2 separate regions of the Mus musculus genome follow, and region 2 is linked to region 1. The links are chromatin contacts, called in public Hi-C maps. All regions are on one chromosome and are shown on one strand. Each heading gives the region's core, a stretch centred on a gene start, on an enhancer-like site or on the middle of the called end of the contact. The rest is flanking DNA. Distances are from core to core; before and after follow the strand shown.

Region 1 (3,681 bases), core at 878-3,377:
TATTCATGTTTTTACCAGTATGTGTGCACATGAGTACACTTTCTACTTCCCACTGCTGTATCTCCCATGTCAGCATCTGCATACATCATTAAATAGACTAAAGACTGGGTAAAGAAATGTCACAGAGAGGCGTGTCCTGTCTGGATGTATTTGTTAGAGAATTACCCATTCTGTTTGCCAGTGGCCACACATACTTTTGGTCACTTTGAAGGACTCAGCGTATGAATGAGCAATTTTGTTTTTATTATTTTGAATCACTGGCTTATTTATGAATGGCCAATTCGTCCCAGGAAGTGGCTTTCGAGAGTACTGATCTGTGAGCAAATGTCTCACGAAGCGAACGTAACTTGTTTCCTCGGAGCGTGTAAACCAGAGCACAAACGGCTAGAATGCAAAGCAGAATAAGCCCTGAGTTACGAAGTCACAAAAATACCGCTGTTTGCTTATGTGAGTATATACACATGCATGCCGCACATATGTGGAGATCACCGCACAGTGTCTAGGAGTGGGCTCATTCCCTCCACCTCCTTCGCTCCTGGGATCGAACTCAGACGATGAAGATTTTTGGCAAGCACCTTCACCTGCTGAACCATTTCACAGGTCCTGGGCCATCATTTTAAATGCCATGGGATTTAGAGATACTATCCAAATCAATGAAATCTGAAGATGTTCAGTATTTAGAATTCATCTTCGATTGCCAAATTGCCTAGCTTGCTCATCCCTTTAAATTTTCAGCCTCCAGTGAAGCTGCCTCCACCAGTTAATTATAGTTGATGAAGTCTGGGGGAAAAAATAAGTTAAAATGCTTGCTATGATTGTTTCCTTTTGTATGTGTTGAAGCCCGGGGTTGAGAAAAATGTAGATAATAAATAATATGCGTTTTCAAAATTATTTTTCCTACAAGTCAGATCAAGGGTGAGTCTTCTCTGGGATTCAGAATCGACAATTTTACTAAGGACAGTAACATAAACACCAAGAGTGTTTCAAAAGCCAGCAGTTTCCAGTATAAAAGTGTAATAACATCATCCTGAAGGGGGCAGCTCTTCCCCGTTTTCCGGCTTCCCTCTCTATAACGTGATTGAATTGGTTTAGTGTTTTCACTCTTAGGACCAGTTGTCTCAACATTGGCCACAAGAGAGCGCTATTTTCTAACTCAACCACCGAGGCTGTCTGAAAAAGTTTGAACCTTAAAAGAAAATCAGCTTACTTACGCACCTTTGTTTTTTGGTTTCCCTTTAAGGGGGAGCGCGATGGGGGCTCTGTGATAGACAAATTGGTTTTTCAAGGATCAGAAACGCTATCTGAAAGAATGACCCATAGTAGAACATCACTATGCTTTCTTTCTCTTTGTTCTGTTCTGGGGATCAAACCTGGGGCCTCAGGGCTGCTAGGCGAGTGCTCTATCACTGTGCTTTTTAAAATAATGAACCGTTTCTTTCCTGATGGGATTCCTAGTATTAATCAGAAATAAAAGCAGGCAGTTACTTTGTGTGTGGAATACGTATTACATGCAAGAATGTGTACCATGGAAGCTGTATTTCCCACGACTCTTGATGGCTTTGTGTGATTTATTGCTGTTGATAAGATAGACTGGGCATCGTATTTAAACAGATGCTATTTGTTCAAACGATTTAATTTTAATTTTTCCTAGAAATGACACCTTCGCAATAACACAGAGGTTAACTGTATACCTGAACACGGCATCCAATCCTATGGATGCCTTCAACATCGTTTTCAGACTAAGTTCTCCATACCCTGGTGTGTTCCCAGGGAACAAATGACAACTCCTCTGAGATCCTAAAGTTTAGTTTGCCCCAGATCAAGGTCCAGCCACTGTTGCTCTTGTTTCCGTAACAGAGGCGAGCCACTGTTGCTCCTGTTTCCATAACAGAGGCGGTATCCAGAAATTCTGCACAATTCTGGACACCAAAATAAAAGAGGGTCTCTGCTGAAGCTCCCAGTAGATTTCTGATCTCCTCACTTTCAGCCATGACCAATGTCTTGCTTCGAGGTGATGCTTACAGGCTCTGGCCATTAGCTAGAAGAACTTGCCCAAGGGTAAAGCCAACACACAAGGAGAGGAGACCAAGGAGACAGCTGCTGTATTTCTCCCCACCCCCACCCCCACGCCCGAGCGCTGCGCCCCCACGTTAACTGCTTCCGCTGCTGTCTCTTGCGGTTTTTCTTCGGAGCTAACAGTTTTCCTCCTTTCAAAAACCATTGCTCGGGATCAACCCCGGGGCCTCAGCACATGTCTGGCAAGGATTCTACCCTTGAGCTATGTCCTCAAGTCCTTATTTACTTACTTGAAAAAAAAAAGTGTGTGTGTGTGTGTGTGTGTGTGTGTGTGTGTGTGTGTGTGTGTGTGCTTGTACACATGCATGTGTGTAGGTAGGTCAGAGTTAAACACTGGCTACCTTCCTATGTTACTGAACCTGCAGCATTGGTCAAGATGAGCAGGCTGACAGGCTCCAGAGACCTTGTCTCTGCCTCCCCAGCACTGGGGTCCCAGGCGTATGCACCCAGCTTTTCACACAGATACTCAGCTCAGGTATTTATGCTTGCTTGGCAGCCACTTTGCTGACAGCCATGCCCACAGCCCTTTCTCCTCATTTTCTACACTTCTAAGGCCACATTCAGCTCAGACTTCTATTACCTTCATCAGAGATAATGTCTCTAAGAAATGACATATACAGTTTGTCTTCAGGACTTGTCCCTTGCATCCTGAAATATTGTTCAAGGCCCCTGTCACAGTGAGGCACTACACTGTGTTCAAACATTGCTTTTCTGTGACACTTTCCCTACCACAGTGCCACAGAAGCAGGCTCTCTTCTCTCTATTCAGTTCCAGCACACCTCTCCAACTCACGGCCCTCCTCACCACAGCTGAAAACTAAACACAAACATTTGAGGGAAGAAATAGTGACCACACCTTCACACAGCCTTGATGGGGAAGGCTGCTCCCCGGATGTTCCTACTAATCTCTGAAATGTATCTCTAAGAAACAGCAGCCTGATGGAGACCTAGAAATTCACAAGTCTTTGTGAAATTAGACAGTGTTACCTCTTTCTGGTTCCTTGTGACAAAGGCAGCATAGCTATAAAATGTAGCATAGGTAAGCAATGTCATTAAGACAGTGGAAGGGCCAGCAAGATGGTCCAACAGGTAAAAGGGGCTTGCTGCACAAACCAGACAACCTGAGTTCGAGTCCTGGGACCAGCATAAAGGTGGAGGGAGAGAACCAACCCCCCACAAAGTTTTCTTGGACCTCTACATATGTGCTGTGGTATGCGCAACCACAAGCTGAACATGCACAATAATAATGAATACGTTTGTGAAAAGACCGTGAAGCCATTCTTACCATATTCAGACACGTTTCAAATGCTTAACCCTTACCAAGCCGGCCATCTGTGCCTCAACAACTGGCTTTTAATTTTTAAAAGCTCTGACCAGTTTAACAATTTTTTAAAAATGGTTAATTTAAATTATTAATAAGTAGTCCTAATAGCAAGATTTATTTGTCCTAACTGGTGGTTAGGACTCTCATAAGTTTGGACAGACAGGTTTCCAATTAAACTCAATGAATTCCATCCAGATTAGTTCACCTAGTAGGCACCAGGCATCACAATAGTGCCAGATGACAAGCTCTGATGCAGCTAACAGATCAACAACAGAAGAAGCA
Region 2 (4,093 bases), core at 423-2,922, 130 kb after region 1:
GGATAGGAAAATATCACACCTGCCTAAGCTTGGTCTTATCTCTAAGACCAGTGCTGCCAGGCCCTGGAATGTGATTGTGAGATATGAGGAAGTAGAAAGACTCATTCAGAGATAAGATAGGAATGAAGTCTCCGCCTCATGGGTAGTATAAGGGTAAACTAGGATGTGTGTTCCAGGATGCTCTGTAAGCTGGAAATGGCCACCTGAATGCCAACTGCTAATGCTTTTATTGTGTACAGAATAGCAAAAGCACACGTTTCATTTTTGAAACCGGCTATTATGTAGCCTAGGATGGCCTTGAATTCACGTATGACTTTGAACTATTGATTCTCCTGTCTCCACCTATCAGGTGATGTGTCACCACATCTGTTCTTAGATGGTATCGGGATAGAACCCAGGTCTTTCTGAAAACTAGGCAAAGGCTCCCACGAGTGAGCTACAACCCCAGTTCTGAAATGCATGCATTTTAAAGCTCAGAATTCTTCACAGCAATAAAGCAAATTAGACATTAGCAAAGAAATCTTTCCTTCCTTCTCTTTCTATCTGTCTTTCTATGTCTGTCTCTTTTTCACACTCTCTCTGTGTGTGTGTGTGTGTGTGTGTGTGTGTGTGTGTGTGTGTGTGTGTGCCCTCTGCCCCATGTAGCAGGAAGGCAAAGTTCCCATGATACAAAAGTGTCCTTGAAACAGAAAATCAGAAAGAATGATCAGTTACGACACATGCTGCATGCTAAGTACTGGGCCAAGCATTCTAAGCCTTTGTTTTGTATTCCACTTCTTGCAACCTGATGAGGGAGATATCGCTCTTATCCCTCATTCTATAAGAAAAAACAAGTCTGGGAAGCATGACTTGCCTATGGTGCCAGGATGTAAGACCCGAGAGGAGATCTTACTCTGTGGTTTTGCAACCCTGCCTCCTTCATCATCAAATGCCAACAATCAATCCCCCCACTGTAAGAAGCATTCTTGGGGCTGGAGAGGTGGCTCCTCAATTAAGAGCACTGATTGCTCTTCCAAAGATTCTGAGTTCAATTCCCAGCAACCACATGTGGCTCACGACCATTTGTAATGGGATATGATGCCTTCTTCTGCTGTGTCTAAAGAGAGCAACAGTGTGTCCACATACATAAAACAAATAAATCTTTAAAAAAAAAAAGCATTCTCTCCCTGGAGAAACTCTAAGTGACCCAAACTGCTTACCCTACCTATCAGACTCTCCTTCATCTTCAGCCACAGCTCCAACATCATCTCCTATCTGCACTCACAGGCACTTGGGCTTCTTCCAAGTGGGACACCCAGCCCTCAGACTACCACAGAGAGCAGAGTGGACGTCCACACCCATGTGCTAACCACTGAGGACAGACAAAGCTGGCAGAGAGTGGTGTGCCATGGAGAAGAAATGAAGATGATGCTGAGTGGAAGAGACTCCTAGCTGTTCTCACTCACCACATCAACTTCATCTCTCCTCCCCAGTTTCCTCAACTCTAACCTGTGACCCCATACCTTCTAGAGTCAGTCTCTCCTGACTCCAGTATCTTTTGTGACTAAGAATGAATTAAGCTCAAGCTCAAGCTTAAATTTCTCTCTAGTGACATTTGTCCCTCAACTGTTCCTTGAAAGGAAGCCACACCTTAGCTGGGAAATGTAATGAGGCCTACAACCTTGACCAGGCAGCTTTCTTCGAGTCGAGCCATTTTAAAATCAGGGCTATAAAACCACTCTGAAAGCGAGGAGTGCCTGCTTACCACTCTCATTTTGCTGGCAAATCAAAATGAAAGGTCCTGCCCACCACCTGTCATAGAAAGTCAGGCCAAGGGTCACACCACCCGCTGTCAGTGGGGCGCTCTGGCACCTTCTGGGGTTGATTGTAGCTTTTCTAGGGTGGGCCCCTTCCTCTATAATAAACATTTACAGATAAAATGCATTTTAAATGAATGTTCTATCTGTACTGCTGCCTCTGATTTCTCTCCCAGGTCTGTACTGGGATAAACCCTTCCAGACCCTGATTCCTCTAAGCCATGCATAGAAGAGATGTCGTGGGATGAGACAACCTCCTAGTTTTATGAAGGTTTGGGGGATTTGAATCCAGATCCTCATGCCTGTGCAGCAAGTGCGCAGAACTTGAAGTCAGCTCATGCCTTGGCGTAGTCGTAGATACCCATCTACTTTTAGGTAAGATGAATGGACCCCACTTCATTTTTGATGTGGAATACAATGCCACATCATTAATTAAGTCGGTGATACTTTGTACGTGGTAGTTATGTGTAGTAAGGAAAGTCCACATCTTGAGCCAAGTGGAGTCAGCTCAGCTCCGTGGCCGAGGGTCTTTACAACCCTCATGAAAAATACGATTTTGTGTATTTTCATTGTGAAATTAAGGGGGAGGCAGAGCTTGGGAATCCCATCTCTTCTATCTTATAAATACTTATTTTATGTGCATAGGAGAGGTACACACTAGGCATGGAACAGGAGTGGAGGTCAGAGGACAACTTCTGGAAGTTGGTCCCAGGGATTGGACACATCTATAGCCCAGGACAGCTCAGTGAGCTGTAGACCCAGCACCATCAACTGCTCACCTTAGGGATTCTGTCAGATGAGGAAAAAAAGTTCTTTTGAAGATTCTTAGTAGACTTTGAAGTTACTTGAAGCCAAAAACATTCCATAAACAACTTATAATTTTTTCCTTTATTTTTATTAGATATTTTCTTTATTTACATTTCAAATGTTATCCCCTTTCCTGGCTTCCCCTCCGAAAAACCCCTAACCCTTCCTCCCTTCCCCTGCTCACCAACCCACCTACTCCCACTTCCTGGCCCTGGCATTCCCCTACACTGGGACATCAAGCCTTCACAGAACCAAGGGCCTCTCTTCTCATTGATGTCCCACAAGGCCATCCTCTGCTACATATGCAGCTGGAGCCTTGGGTCCCTCCATGTGTACTCTTTGGTTGGTGGTTTAGTCCCTGGGAGCTCCTGGGGTTCTGGTGAGTTCACATTACAACTTATCACTTTAACACACTTACCACAGAAGGAAGTCGTGGCTAGACGGCTTCTCTCCAGGGGAGGCGCCCACTTACTCCACATCCCATGGCAGGCAGGGTAGGTCACACCCTGGCAGAAAGATTAAACATTGATGATCACTTCTTATTCCAATTTCTTTTCGTGTTTAAAAAAATGCAAATATTGCTGCCTCACAAAACCACAGTACAAAAATATAATTTGTATACATTGCCAAATACAAAGCCTGTGTCCCCTCTATCTTTTTATGTTGAAATCAGATCCCTGTTGGTATAGTGTTTGAATATGGATATTGTGGGGTAACAAGGGCACAGAGAAGGAGGCCTCATGAGTGGAATTGGTGTCCTTACAGAAGAGACTCTGGTAGAACAGTTGCTCCCTGTGAGAGGAGAACACAGATATGACCGTCAGTCTAGAACCAGTAAGCAGGCCCTCATCGGTCACTGAATATGTTGACAGCACAGGACCTGGACTTCCCAGCCTCCATAACTGTGAGAAACAAGTGCTTGTTGTGTGTAATACTGTATTACTGACACCCAAACAGATTTTTGAAGCCATTGAATCACATAATGTAACTTATTTTGATTCATCAGAAATCCTGATGTTCAGGATTCAAACATAAGGACCATGGAGAATCCAAAAGATGTCTTATATTTATGATATTCTATTTCATAATATTTTATGATGATATTATATTTTATCTTATATTACACATTATGAAAGACTAATTTGTAGGAAGTGACTTCCACAATCAACCTAGTTGTCCCCTCATTTCCAGGCACAGAATCTGAGGCTCCTATTTGTTAAGGGTGGGTCTTAACCTTGGTTGTCACAGCTACAAATGTCACATACTTTCTGCCATATCAGGGGCTATGGACATATAGCATATGTCCTTCTATAAGAGAATTAAAGTTGGACTGATGTCTCAACAGCAATCTAGATCTCTTTTTCTTTTCTTCTTATGAAGAGTAACTCGGAACTGAACATGGGGCCTTGCATGTGCTAAACAAGTATTCTATCACTATTACAACCTTAGTCCCTTTGGAGTTTTATTTTGCAGTGGGGCCTCACTAAGCT

What was found. Hi-C and Micro-C count contacts between places; a contact is called where the count stands out from the background.
Region 2: a Hi-C map of the G1E-ER4 cell line shows a contact between it and region 1, with 3 times the contacts expected there. The contact joins two enhancer-like sites. A contact is called at or near these places in 2 of 15 datasets of contacts at CTCF or cohesin (CD8 T cells and the NIH/3T3 cell line), 4 of 484 Hi-C or Micro-C datasets (the G1E-ER4 cell line, bone marrow-derived macrophages, embryonic fibroblasts and 1 more), 7 of 115 datasets of contacts at active chromatin or transcription factors (CD8 T cells, bone marrow-derived macrophages, embryonic stem cells and 4 more) and 3 of 9 other capture datasets (adipose tissue, embryonic stem cells and liver).

Annotation. Positions count from the first base shown.
Region 1 is chr10:89,460,949-89,464,629 of GRCm38.p6, forward strand. The region is part of intron 7 of Nr1h4 (nuclear receptor subfamily 1, group H, member 4); the gene reads right to left. Among named protein-coding and RNA genes, the nearest start is that of Gas2l3, 19 kb to the left of the region's middle. Within about 2 kb of position 2,128, at least 20 of the 459 cell types and tissues checked have an H3K27ac peak or open chromatin away from gene starts, as enhancers often do. A contact at or near this core is called in the G1E-ER4 cell line, where this site is marked.
Region 2 is chr10:89,594,424-89,598,516 of GRCm38.p6, forward strand. It overlaps Slc17a8 (solute carrier family 17 (sodium-dependent inorganic phosphate cotransporter), member 8), which reads right to left. Exons shown (of 12, transcript NM_182959.3): 5 at 3,022-3,109. Among named protein-coding and RNA genes, the nearest start is that of Slc17a8, 25 kb to the right of the region's middle. Within about 2 kb of position 1,673, at least 9 of the 459 cell types and tissues checked have an H3K27ac peak or open chromatin away from gene starts, as enhancers often do. A contact at or near this core is called in the G1E-ER4 cell line, where this site is marked.